2 separate regions of the Hordeum vulgare genome follow, and region 1 is linked to region 2. Evidence: chromatin contacts called from public Hi-C data. All regions are on one chromosome and are shown on one strand. Each heading gives the region's core, a stretch centred on a gene start, on an enhancer-like site or on the middle of the called end of the contact. The rest is flanking DNA. Distances are from core to core; before and after follow the strand shown.

Region 1 (6,434 bases), core at 3,136-5,635, 330 kb before region 2:
GTAGCAACCCTGTCGAGTGAGACCCATTCGGCCAGTAAAAAGAAGTTCACTCGGATATCAGAAAGAATTGAAAACTGTGTACACTTACGTAGAGGTGACGGGGACAGCAACCCTCATTCGCGGCAGAGCCTTCCGAGGCTTAGGCCCACTCGGCTTGGCCACCTTAGAAGACTGACCCGCAGGCTCAGCGGCGGCATCCCTGGTCCTCTTAGTGCTTCGAACACTCGGGACCACCGGAGCAGCAGGCGGAGCACTCGAGGACGCGGGAGGAGCCGAGGGGACGGCGGGCTTGTGTCGGCGCTTGGTCCGATGCTCTAGGTTCGGAGGTGGCGAGTCTTGCTCTTCGTCTTCTTCCTCCTCCTCGCTGGTCTCCTCCTCCGATTCCCCGCTGTCGGAGACGTATTCGGCGCTCTCCACGCTGCCCTCTTGGCTGCCTTCCTCCTCTTCCTCCGCCGGATTCCCGTTCGAGACGGGGGAGAACCAGTTGGTCCACTCCTGCATAAATTTCAGTTGGCAATATCAGACATCACACAGAGATATAGACAAACGACAAGGATTGGGACAGTTCAGTGCACTCGGCAATGTCACTCACCTGATTCGGTGGAGGATGATCCGCGCTGTAAGGCCTCACTCGCCGAGATCCTTTGGGATTCTCGCAGGGGCCCGTGATTTGGAGCACCCACGAGGTCACCCTCTCCTCAGACACGGCCACCACGTTAGTCCGAGTGGAGTCCTCGGGGCCTCTGTAATGCCACATGGCATGGTCACGAGCCTGCAGAGGCTGGATCCGTCAACCAAGAAAGACCTCCAGCAAGTCTATGCCGGTGACCCCCTTCCTAACGACGTCCACGAGTGCCTCAACCAAGGGCTGGACGTCATTCTTCTCCGCCCTCGTGAGCGCGAGTTGCTTAGGTGGGGCAGGCCGATCCAGACTGAAGGGAGGCAGCCCTGTCGAAGCATTCGGACAGGCGATATCCTGGCAGTAGAACCACGTCGACTGCCTGTTCCTGACCGACTCACATAACTGGAGAGCAGGATAACTGCTCCGACTCTTTTTCTGGAAACCTAGACCCCCGCAGAGCTGGAGAAGATGTGTTTTATCATCCGACTGGCTAAGTCGTTTGATGGTCTGGGATCTAGCAGAAAATATGTGCTTGAACAACCCCCAATGGGGGGACAACCAATGAAACACTCGCACAAGACTATAAAGGCAGAAAGGTGGGCGATGGCATTCGGAGGGAAATGGTGAAGTTGGGCACCGAAGTGATTCATGATGCCCTTGAAGAAAGGATGCGGGGGTAAAGAAAAACCTCGATGGACGTGGCTGAGAAGCAAGACGCGCTCCCCCTCCCGGGGCGCCGGCTCGACCTCATTCTCCGCCGGCAGCCTCCAGGACTTATGCACGATCATTCCGTGCTCCACCAGCTGCAACAGATCCCCCTCCGTCACCGTGGAGGGGAGGAAATCACCTTGAATCCACCCCGCCGGCAGGGGCCGCTGCCGCCGCTGAGCAGGCGCCGCCGCCTTGCCCTTCTTCTTCCTCGCCTCCATCTTGCTGGTCTGACCTTTGGTCATGGAGGCGACGGCGAACCCTCGGGAGGAAGGAGAAGGAAGGAGTGTAGGAGCACTGGAGGTGGCGAGGAAGACGGAGCAGGCGAGAGCGAAAGATTCGGCGAGCGTAACGAAGAAGCCTCGCCGCCCAGATTTAAATAGGGTTCCGACTGGGTCACTGACGGGTGGCCCCGAAACCTTATCCGCCCGACCGGCCGCGGCGATATCAGTGGAGGAGTTGAAGGCGCGAGAATCGAGGCGTCAGGCGCTACTCGAGTGCGCTGGCGTCATCCCCGCTGAGCGCGCGGAACCCGAAATTTGAGATCCCGGAAAATCCACCGCTGTGAGTTGACTAGTCGCGTCAAAAGATGCCGCGGAAGCACTCGGCTTCCGACAGTCTGTTTCGCGGGCGCTTCCACTCGGATCGTTGGTCAGAAAAGATAAAATGGATCGAGGCAAGCAACGCCCAAGCCAAATCTAATCCAGTCGGATCCAAACTTCAAGCATCGCTTCGTCGTTCCAACCCCAATCCATTCGGGGACTAATGATGGGGTCATAGTCCTAGGGTAGGGTCATAGGCCTGCCATGCAGGTCCTACCCAAGGACTACCCCTCACAAAGGACAGGGCCCTTAGTCAGTCCCGTCTGAATTAAGGAGTCCCCATCATCCAGTCGGTAACAGGTCCTCAATCATCCAGTCGGAGACTAGCATTCGGAGGATACCAAGCTAACCGACTGGATACACTTGGTACATCGTAACCTTTCTGGAGGGAAACGGCCGTACGTTTCCGGGTGCATTTATTAGCATTTAGAGCATACGTTACCTGTAACGTACGCATTCAATCCCCACTACTCCACCCCTGTACCGGAACCGTTGTGGAGGGCAGCGCACTCTATATAAGCCGCCCTCCCCCACTGGTAGAGGGGTTAGAAAATCATTGTATTCCATATTCCACTCGACAACAAGCTCCGAGAGCACTGAGACGTAGGGTCGTTACCTCCACCGCAGAGGGGCCTGAACTCATACAACCTTGCCGTAGCTAGGACTCTGTCCATCTCATACGTACCCTACACATCTACTGTCAGGCTTATACCAACGACACGCGGTATTTAGTAAAATAGGCATATCTCCCTCATACGAAGACCGTTTTGACTCCATGAGTACTAAAATTCAAGCTATCAACGAGCTGCTTCTAAATAGTTCATTATGCTAGTTCATTATTATCACTTCCAAATCAGCTTCCAAATAGTACCTTTTGCCCTCCGAAGTTCGCAAACACAATTTGTCATTATTTTTCAATTCAATTTTTGAATTTTTGACACCTCATACGAACTTGGAATTGAGTGATTTTATGTACATTGGAAAGCTTGAATGAGTAGCATTCTTGAGAAAAAATATCAAAAATTTGACATATTATTTGCAAGAGAAAAGTTAGAGAGAGAATTTGGTATATCATGTTTAACAATTATTTATCATCATTGTATTGACTATTATTGTGATCTTCACTTATACTATCTTGCCGTTCAAAGCTATTCATATCATCCATCAGTGTTACTTGTGCTACATCATGACTCCATTAATGTTCTAGACTCGCCTCTCTTGTACGATCTAGTCTCAAACCGAAAAATAGTTGTATTCAGACATCTGCCCCCTTTCAATAGACATCTGCCCCCTTTCAATTGTCAGACGGGTCTGATCCTCCTCTAGTCCCGTACTCCCTTCGTCCGGTGAAGAGTATCCGTTTAGCCTTAAAATTTGTCCATAAAAAAGTGTACTTTTATCTTTTCAAATACATTTTAAAGTACATAAAAAGTGTACTTTTATCTTTTCAAATACATTTTAAAGTAGAAAAAAATGATTCTCTCTCATCACACGGTAATCAAGACCAATACATTCTACAGAGTCTCTTTAATTTATACGTGCACTTAGCTCATTGGAGGTTGCTTAATTTAAAGGGGCGTGCTACGCGTCAGCCGACGGATTTTATAAAATATCCGTCAGCTCGCGAGCCGTCAGATCTGTTGCAGATCGAGCGACAGAACAACTTCTTCACTTTTGCAACTTAGGCCCAGTTGTAGTTTTTCTGCAACTACGGTTTTGTTGCAGATTTTTTTGCAACAAAGATCGTATTGTAATTTCTTTTTGCAACTGAAGTTCCGTTGCAATTTTTTTTTGTAATTGAGATTATGCTGCAGAAGGGTCGCGTTGTTGTACTATCTAATTTCAAGGATTCAGATCCTGCAACAGAGCCGTTGTTGCGATGAGAAATTGCAACAACATGCTAGTTGCAAAAACTTCTGATGATGATCATGAGCCACGTGGCGTGTAAAGAAGAGGACGGATGCCAGCGTGCGATCCGCCGGATGATTTATAACGTTTCCCTAATTTAAAAGGAAAAAGATGATGGCTTGCACCTTTTCAATGAATTTTTTTTACTTCATTTTACAATTTGTTCTAAAATATTTATATATATACACTTTTTATCGGACTGAGGGAGTCCTCCCAGCTTATTTCTACCTGTACTTATTTTTTGGACCACTACCAACGGAAAGAATATGGACCTCGCTATATTTGTAGCTGTACTTACCTTTTGAAATAAATAATATTTCTAGCTGTATTTTTGTTTGTGAAATACAGTAGTAACATTTCTAGCTGTGCTTGGCTGTACGTTACCCTAGGCCAGTCAGCAAACCCATCCCCTCCATCACACTAGCTCGAGCCCCCACACCACCAAACGCCAAAAGACAAATCGCACCCGCCACCACTAAACCCCGAGCCCACGTGGCGCCATGTCCGCCCTTTATTACCCCCCACTTCTCCTGTACTCTAACTGATAACCCCGAGCCACTACCACACGCGACCAAGAAGCGAACGCACACCATGCCGCCCACCCCCACCACCCCCGCGGCTACCGGCGCCGCCGCCGCGGTGACGCCGGAGCACGCGCGACCGCACCGAATGGTCCGCTTCAACCCGCGCAGCGACCGCTTCCACACGCTCTCCTTCCACCACGTCGAGTTCTGGTGCGCGGACGCCGCCTCCGCCGCCGGCCGCTTCGCGTTCGCGCTCGGCGCGCCGCTCGCCGCCAGGTCCGACCTCTCCACGGGGAACTCCGCGCACGCCTCCCAGCTGCTCCGCTCGGGCTCCCTCGCCTTCCTCTTCACCGCGCCCTACGCCAACGGCTGCGACGCCGCCACCGCCTCCCTGCCCTCCTTCTCCGCCGACGCCGCGCGCCGGTTCTCCGCCGACCACGGGATCGCGGTGCGCTCCGTAGCGCTGCGCGTCGCAGACGCCGCCGAGGCCTTCCGCGCCAGCGTCGACGGGGGCGCGCGCCCGGCCTTCGCCCCCGTGGACCTCGGCCGCGGCTTCGGCTTCGCGGAGGTCGAGCTCTACGGCGACGTCGTGCTCCGCTTCGTCAGCCACCCGGACGGCACGGACGTGCCCTTCTTGCCGGGGTTCGAGGGCGTGACCAACCCGGACGCCGTGGACTACGGCCTGACGCGGTTCGACCACGTCGTCGGCAACGTCCCGGAGCTTGCCCCCGCCGCAGCCTACATCGCCGGGTTCACGGGGTTCCACGAGTTCGCCGAGTTCACGGCGGAGGACGTGGGCACGACCGAGAGCGGGCTCAACTCGGTGGTGCTCGCCAACAACTCGGAGGGCGTGCTGCTGCCGCTCAACGAGCCGGTGCACGGCACCAAGCGCCGGAGCCAGATACAGACGTTCCTGGAACACCACGGCGGCCCGGGCGTGCAGCACATCGCGGTGGCCAGCAGTGACGTGCTCAGGACGCTCAGGAAGATGCGTGCGCGCTCCGCCATGGGCGGCTTCGACTTCCTGCCACCCCCGCTGCCGAAGTACTACGAAGGCGTGCGACGCCTTGCCGGGGATGTCCTCTCGGAGGCGCAGATCAAGGAATGCCAGGAGCTGGGTGTGCTCGTCGATAGGGACGACCAAGGGGTGTTGCTCCAAATCTTCACCAAGCCAGTAGGGGACAGGTAAAAACTAAAGACACAAGCTTTCTCCACTTTGATTTTGGCTTATACATTACATGATCCATGTGTGATGCTGCAGAAAAGTACGAGTATGAAAGTTGGTGTTAGGATACAGAGTTGAATCATAAGATAGTGAGTGCCATGATCCTATTGGAAGTATTTTAGTTCAAATGCATGATGCACCTTTATGAAGATTGCCAGAACTAAAAGGGGAATAAAGTTCCCTGTGCATAGAGGAAAGCCAACGTATATTCCCAATTCGCGCCATAGATTAGCACAGGATTAGGTTCAGGAGGTAGTATCAGTTATGCTATAATTCAGTAATGTGAGGTTCAGTGCTCTAATACATTCTAGCTGCATCTTTGCTCTACTCCCCGTGCTTCCAAATCTAACTGCATCAGCTATTATGTTCAGGCCGACCTTGTTCCTGGAGATGATCCAGAGGATCGGGTGCATGGAGAAGGACGAGAGAGGGGAAGAGTACCAGAAGGGTGGCTGCGGCGGGTTCGGCAAAGGCAACTTCTCCGAGCTGTTCAAGTCCATTGAAGATTACGAGAAGTCCCTTGAAGCCAAGCAATCTGCTGCAGTTCAGGGATCATAGGATAGAAGCTGGTCCTTGTATCATGGTCTCATGGAGCAAAAGAAAACAATGTTGTTTGTAATATGCGTCGCACAATTATATCAATGTTATAATTGGTGAAGCTGAAGACAGATGTATCCTATGTATGATGGGTGTAATGGATGGTAGAGGGGCTCACACATGAAGAAAATGTAGCGTTGACATTGTTGTACAATCTTGCTTGCAAGTAAAATAAAGAACAGATTTTGAGTTCTGCATCACATGGTGCGTGTGTAAGGTATCATATCTTGGTTTTGGTCATACGAGCC
Region 2 (5,908 bases), core at 2,454-4,953:
CGCTCGCTCTGCACTCTCGCGACCGCGCCTATCCCAGCGCCGTCGTCGCCGCCCGCGCCCGCCGGCGACCACTCAAGCGCTTCCCCGGCTTGTCTCCGCTGCGGCGGCGCCCGCGCCCCCCGGCAACCGTTGAGGCGCTTCCCCGGCCTCCCCGCACCGCCGCGCTTCCGCCCCACCCCCTGCTATTCCGGCTGAGCCTCGCCTAAGCGCTCGCTGCCGCGCCGCGTCCGCAAGGTGTTCGACAAAACGCCTACAAGGTATGTATTGCTTCAAACTTATGAATTTGGTGTATGTTTTGAATTGTAGTTTTTATAGTATAGTATCGAACATTGTAGATGAGTTCGTCGTATGATTCTTCCGAAGAAGAATTTGATATGGAAGAGGAGGAGGATCTTGCAATGATCATAGCTATGCATATCAATAAAAAACCGAAGCACGGTGGTTCGGTTATGGGTCGGGAAATTTTTTGGAGAGATAGGATTGATGCCCATAACAGATTGATGAAGAACTATTTCGTGGAGAATCCCACATACCCGGAGTCGTATTTTCGTTGCCGGTTTAGGATGAGCACAGACTTGTTCAAACGCATTACAGAGAAACTAGCGAGCCATGACCTGTTTTTCCAGCAAAGGAGGAATGCCGTCGGAGAGCTCGGGCATAGCACCTTTCTGAAGGTGACAGCCGCTTTGCGTATGTTGGCATACGGTATCCCGGCTGATTTAGTTGATGATCACTTGGCTATGGGTGAGAGCCAAGCCATCATGTGTGTCAAGCGCTTTGAAGTGGGAATTATGCAAGTGTTTGGCGAGGACTATTTGAGATCTCCCACTGCTGAAGACGCCGCAAGGCTATTGGCGATGAACAAATCTCGCGGCTTTCCTGGCATGCTTGGCTCAATAGATTGCATGCATTGGAGTTGGAAGAATTGTCCAAAGGCATGGCAAGGGCAATTCCACGGCCAAAAAAAGGGTTCCACTATAATCCTTGAAGTGGTGACCGATCATGAGACTTGGATTTGGTATGCATTCTTTGGAATGCCTGGATCTTTGAATGACATCAATGTTGTCAACCGGTCACCACTGATAAATAAGATTGCGAATGGTGAGTTGCCACCGGTGTAGTTTGTAGCAAATGGCCGTACGTACAACTATGGCTATTATCTAGCGGATGGCATCTATCCAAAGTGGCAAACCTTCGTGAAGCCGTTGAAAAAGCCAGAAGGTAAGAAAAATCTTGATTTTCACAATGCTCAGGCGGCTGCTAGAAAAGATGTGGAGAGAACATTTGGGATTTTGCAAGCCCAATTTGCTATTGTGAGAGGACCGGCTAGATTTTGGGATCAAAAAATGCTTTGGTACATCATGCACGCTTGTGTGATCATGCACAACATGATCATCGAGAATGAGCGTGGTCAAGATGTAGACTACTCACAGTATGAGCTCTTGGGACATCCCGTGCGAGTGCGACGAAGGGCCGAAAGGGTAGCCCGTTTTGTTGCCTCGTATCATGCCATTCGGCGTCCCGCAACACACAATGATCTTCAGAAGGATCTGATTGAAGAGTGGTGGGCATGGCATGGACGACAAAGAGCATGATTTGATTGCATTATTTGTATTGTATTGTTCATGAACTATTGGTTGTGTTTATTACATTATTTGTTGTACTGAACGATAAACTATTTGTTTGAGTTGTAATAACTATTTATTGTTGATTTATTTTGTTTGTTTGATCGTTTTTCTCTTATTTTTTGAAATGTATATATGTGGTTTGTGCCTGCTGCATTTTTGGACACTGCTGGAGCGACGCGTGCGCTGCATTATAGCGCGGCTGTTGGAGCCAGCGCCTATCCCTGCGCTAAACTAACCGGCGCGCGCTGTAAATACATTTTTTGAGGGCGGCGCGAAGCGCGGCTTTTGGAGATGCTCTTAGCCGGTGATGGAATACGTCTCAAAGACTCACACAAGTGCTGCCAACAACAGCTGAAACGTCGGTGGTTGTGAGTTTGTCTCACTCCCAATAGCTACTCTAGTTGATTAAGCTCACTGAGACCTGATTACTGACAAGTCGTACCATGCCATTTATCGATTAAATTCATCTCTACCCCGTAGCCATTGCCCATGGACACCAATCAATGAATTCAGATCGGCTGCTACATCTAAGTAGATGGAGGATGTGTTCCTCTTCCGACATGGTGGCACATGCATGTAATGCACTCCTCAACCACTGGAAGCGTCTCATGCATGTACTATACTTACTCCGTTCCTAAATATAAGTTTTTTTAAAAAAATATTAAAAAAATATATAAATGTATGTAGACATATTTTTAAAATATAGATTCACTTATTTCCGTAAATAGTTCTTTAATGAATTTTTTTAAAAGATTTATATTTAAAAACGGAGGGAGCACTATTTTCCTGTACAAAATATACTGTTAGCTGCCAGCCGACGCCGCCATGTTTCACATGCACCCGTAACACGTATGGTACGTACGTGCTTTCCTGCATGGATGTCTAGCTGGAGCATATCGACACCACACCATCACCGGCAGGGAGGCCGCAGTTACTGCGTGCCGCGTGTGCAGCACCAATACTTGTCGACCCAGAAGTACGCCACGAGCAGCTGTACAATGGATGCATGCTGCCGTGTTCGTTCGACCGAGGCGATAAAACCGAAGACAAAACGAAGCAGACAATCACAGCACAGTGATCTATCTAGACAGGGAGTCCGGAATCACGAGACGTGTGCCGTGCACATCACCACTTCCCCGCCCACCATCTTGCTGTTCCGATGCATGGGCAAGCCAAGCACGTTCCGTCTCCTCAGGTTACTCCATTTCCTCTCGCCTTTCATCGGCCTCCGGTATGTATCCGAACAAGAACAGGTAACGAGATGTCGAGATCCTCCTGCTCTTTGACTCCAGCTGCGCGCCATCTTTGCTTTGCCGAAAGAAGATCCACTAAACAAGCTTATCTTGTTCGTCTAATGCCACCCCAAAGCTGCTTCCAGCACTCATTTCAAGCGGTAGCAAAAGGGCACATCACCTTTATTCTTTCTTTGGCGCGCCCCTTCCGTACCACGGCATGTACAAGCAGATACATATTCGCGGTTCCTCCGGCCGAGAGCGACGCGCGACTCTCGAGGCATCGCCGGCGTGCTCTTTCGCCATCGCCGAAGAGTCAAGGACGGACGAATGGATGGGTTGGACTGCTCGGCCTTTTGAGAGAAAAGGAGAGCGGAACGGTGAAGCTACTAGCAAGCGCAGTGCAGATCTGCAGATCAACCACGTACTACTACAATACGATCTTTGAATAGATACGACGGGTCGCTTCCGTTGATATGATCCCAAGAGTGAAAGCCTCATTCCACGCGTATTCGGTGTTCTTTTCTGACTAGCAGCACGCAGGTCGTCCATCGTGGTCATTATCAGACCGGCTGGAATTCGTGAGCTCTACTAGTTTCGTTTGTTTATTACTCGTTGGCGTACGTGTGGCTCAGGCTCGTCGTCAAGTGATGGACGGTATAACTGTCGCTTGCATCAACGAAGAGTTACCTGGCTTGCCGTGGCGAAATGTTCAAACAAATCGGTCGGTCGGTCGTGCACGGACCGATCGCGTGCGGCAGGACGCATCTACGCTGCCCGAGGTACGCCGTTGGTAATGCATCGACCTCTGTGAACAAACCCTCTCGACCTGCCACCCGTTGGCTCTAGACAGACGGACCGTTAATCCGTGGTTTCATGGCGGCAGCATGCGTCCGGGAGTCCGCGAGGGCACGGGACGAGCGCCATTGTTCCTCACCACGAATTTATATACTGTACTGTGTTTTTCTAAAGCAGACATGGGTGAGGAGGATGATCGTGCCGACATATATTTTCCGACGGCTTTTCATGCTGCCGTCAGCCCACATTCGCTCTCGGCCCAACTTTCTCACGCAACTTTGTCGAGGATGAGCGTTGTGTCCTTTGACGCAAGGGAGGTCCTATACGGCGCTGAAGGCAAACCGGCGCCTGCAACACTCCTTTTCGTAGGCCGGCCCATGTAGAATATGTTGGTCTTTAAAAATCGAAAAAGTGTTTTTTTAAATCAGATTGACGAAAAACGTTGAATGATTAAAACAAAGTCCACTATTTTTCAAGCATGTTTATGCATTTTCAAAACTTCACAGAATTCGGAAAAACCATTAATTTTAAACAGTTCATCAATTTTTAAAAAGAGTTCATTGATTTTGATAAAAGCACACGAATTTTAAATTATGTTCATCGATTTAAAATAAAGTTCACCGATTTTTAAAAAAGTTCATCAATTTAGTCAAAGGTTCACGGGATAAAACACAAATCGGATCTCTAAATGGACGAGCCGATGGCGGAGCGCTGCAGGCGCCGGTTTGCAAAATTTGTTTTTAACGGGCGCCTATGGCACTAAATAGGGTTCCCATTTGACGCATGCCTCCCATATATTACTCCTGGTCGAGAGTCAGCTAAACAGAACAAGGTCATCTTCTTGATTCATGCTTCTTTTCCATACCATGGCGGCTCTCGCCGGTCACCGACTTTCGAAGTTTCTATAACAAGAAGAACCCAAGTGTGTATCTCTGTCCCGATGGTGATGTTTCGCGTGCTTGTGTGCGTCGAGCATCTTTTCTTGGTTGATCGTGACTTTTTTAAATTCTTACTTCCATGTTTTAAATTAATTCTAGCTTCCCTTGACATCCATACTTACTTACTTTAGTCATCTATAAATAAAAAATCTTATATTTATTTATAAAGGGGTATTACTTAGTACGCGCACAACTAAAAAAATTTACTTGCTGCATCTAAAAACGACCTCTTTTAGTAAAGAAATAAAATCTATGCATGAGTCCTACCATCGGTGTGCGTGAATCAAGTTATCATGTACTCCCTCTATAAATAAATGTAAGAGCATTTAGATCATTAAAATAGTGATCTAAACACTCTTATATTTATTTGTGGAGGAAGTACAACTTTCCTGAATTAAACCTTATTTTGAATACACAGTAAACATTTTTCGAAAAATCATCAAAACATTTTTTCCATTGCACATTTTTTAATAAAAATGCAACAAACATTACATGTTCTGAATTGTCATGAATATTTTTTAATCATATAAAATAAAAAATCTGAAATACATGAACTTTTTTACATTGTCTAATTAGTTATACATGAAAAAAATAGAAATGTGCGAACATTAATCAGAAGTCATAGATATTTTCTGAATAATACAAACATTTACAAAAAATTAAACCCAAGAAACAAACTGCCTTATTCAAACGCATGGGTTTAAAAAAAAAGTACATTACTTTTTAGAACATTTCAAATACATAAAGAAATGTACAAAATAAGAACATGAAGAAAACAGAACAAACAAAGAAGAGAATTAGGAAGAAACGAACGACCACCTGCGAGGCTACTACGTCCCAATGGTAGCTACACGAGGCGGCCGCTGAGTGAGAATCCGCTTCTATCTTGCTGCGGCTGAGAGTAAGAGCCACTTCGTTTGGGCGGCTTAAACAATAAATTGACTCTTCTCAGCTTAAATTTTTAATACTTTTAAATAAATTATTTCAAAACTTACTTAAAGCTTCAGTGAATAAGGAAGGTGGTTTATGTAAATGCTGAAGGAGCGGCTTATGTTTTAAGCTGCCAAAAGACGCAGGTATAGCAAAAACAGCAGTGCAATGTCCAACCTCAAAAGAAAAAATTGAGCCCCCCTTCAAATATTCTTCATCACTTGCAAGATTCTAGAAACGAAGAAATGATACAGAAATTTCCAATAAAATGCTTAATTGTTTTTTTAAATTCTGAAGAAAATACACATGTACATAAGAATGCGTACTTTCTTTTGTGAAGTTTCATGATGGAATACGTTGGTGTGTGCTAAACACAGAAAAA

Evidence for each region. Hi-C and Micro-C count contacts between places; a contact is called where the count stands out from the background.
Region 1: a contact with region 2 is called in a Hi-C map of seedling, with 3 times the contacts expected there. The contact joins the promoter of LOC123401101 here to the enhancer-like site in region 2. A contact is called at or near these places in 2 of 6 Hi-C or Micro-C datasets (leaf and seedling) and 1 of 1 datasets of contacts at active chromatin or transcription factors (embryo).

Annotation. Positions count from the first base shown.
Region 1 is chr6H:107,272,760-107,279,193 of MorexV3_pseudomolecules_assembly, reverse strand. It overlaps LOC123401101 (4-hydroxyphenylpyruvate dioxygenase), which reads left to right and starts at 4,385. Exons shown (of 2, transcript XM_045094823.1): 1 at 4,385-5,549; 2 at 5,961-6,386. The coding sequence starts at 4,432. The coding sequence ends at 6,147.
Region 2 is chr6H:106,943,541-106,949,448 of MorexV3_pseudomolecules_assembly, reverse strand. No RefSeq gene overlaps it. Among protein-coding and RNA genes, the nearest start is that of LOC123402161, 45 kb to the left of the region's middle. Within about 2 kb of position 3,703, at least 3 of the 3 cell types and tissues checked have open chromatin away from gene starts, as enhancers often do. A contact at or near this core is called in leaf and seedling, where this site is marked.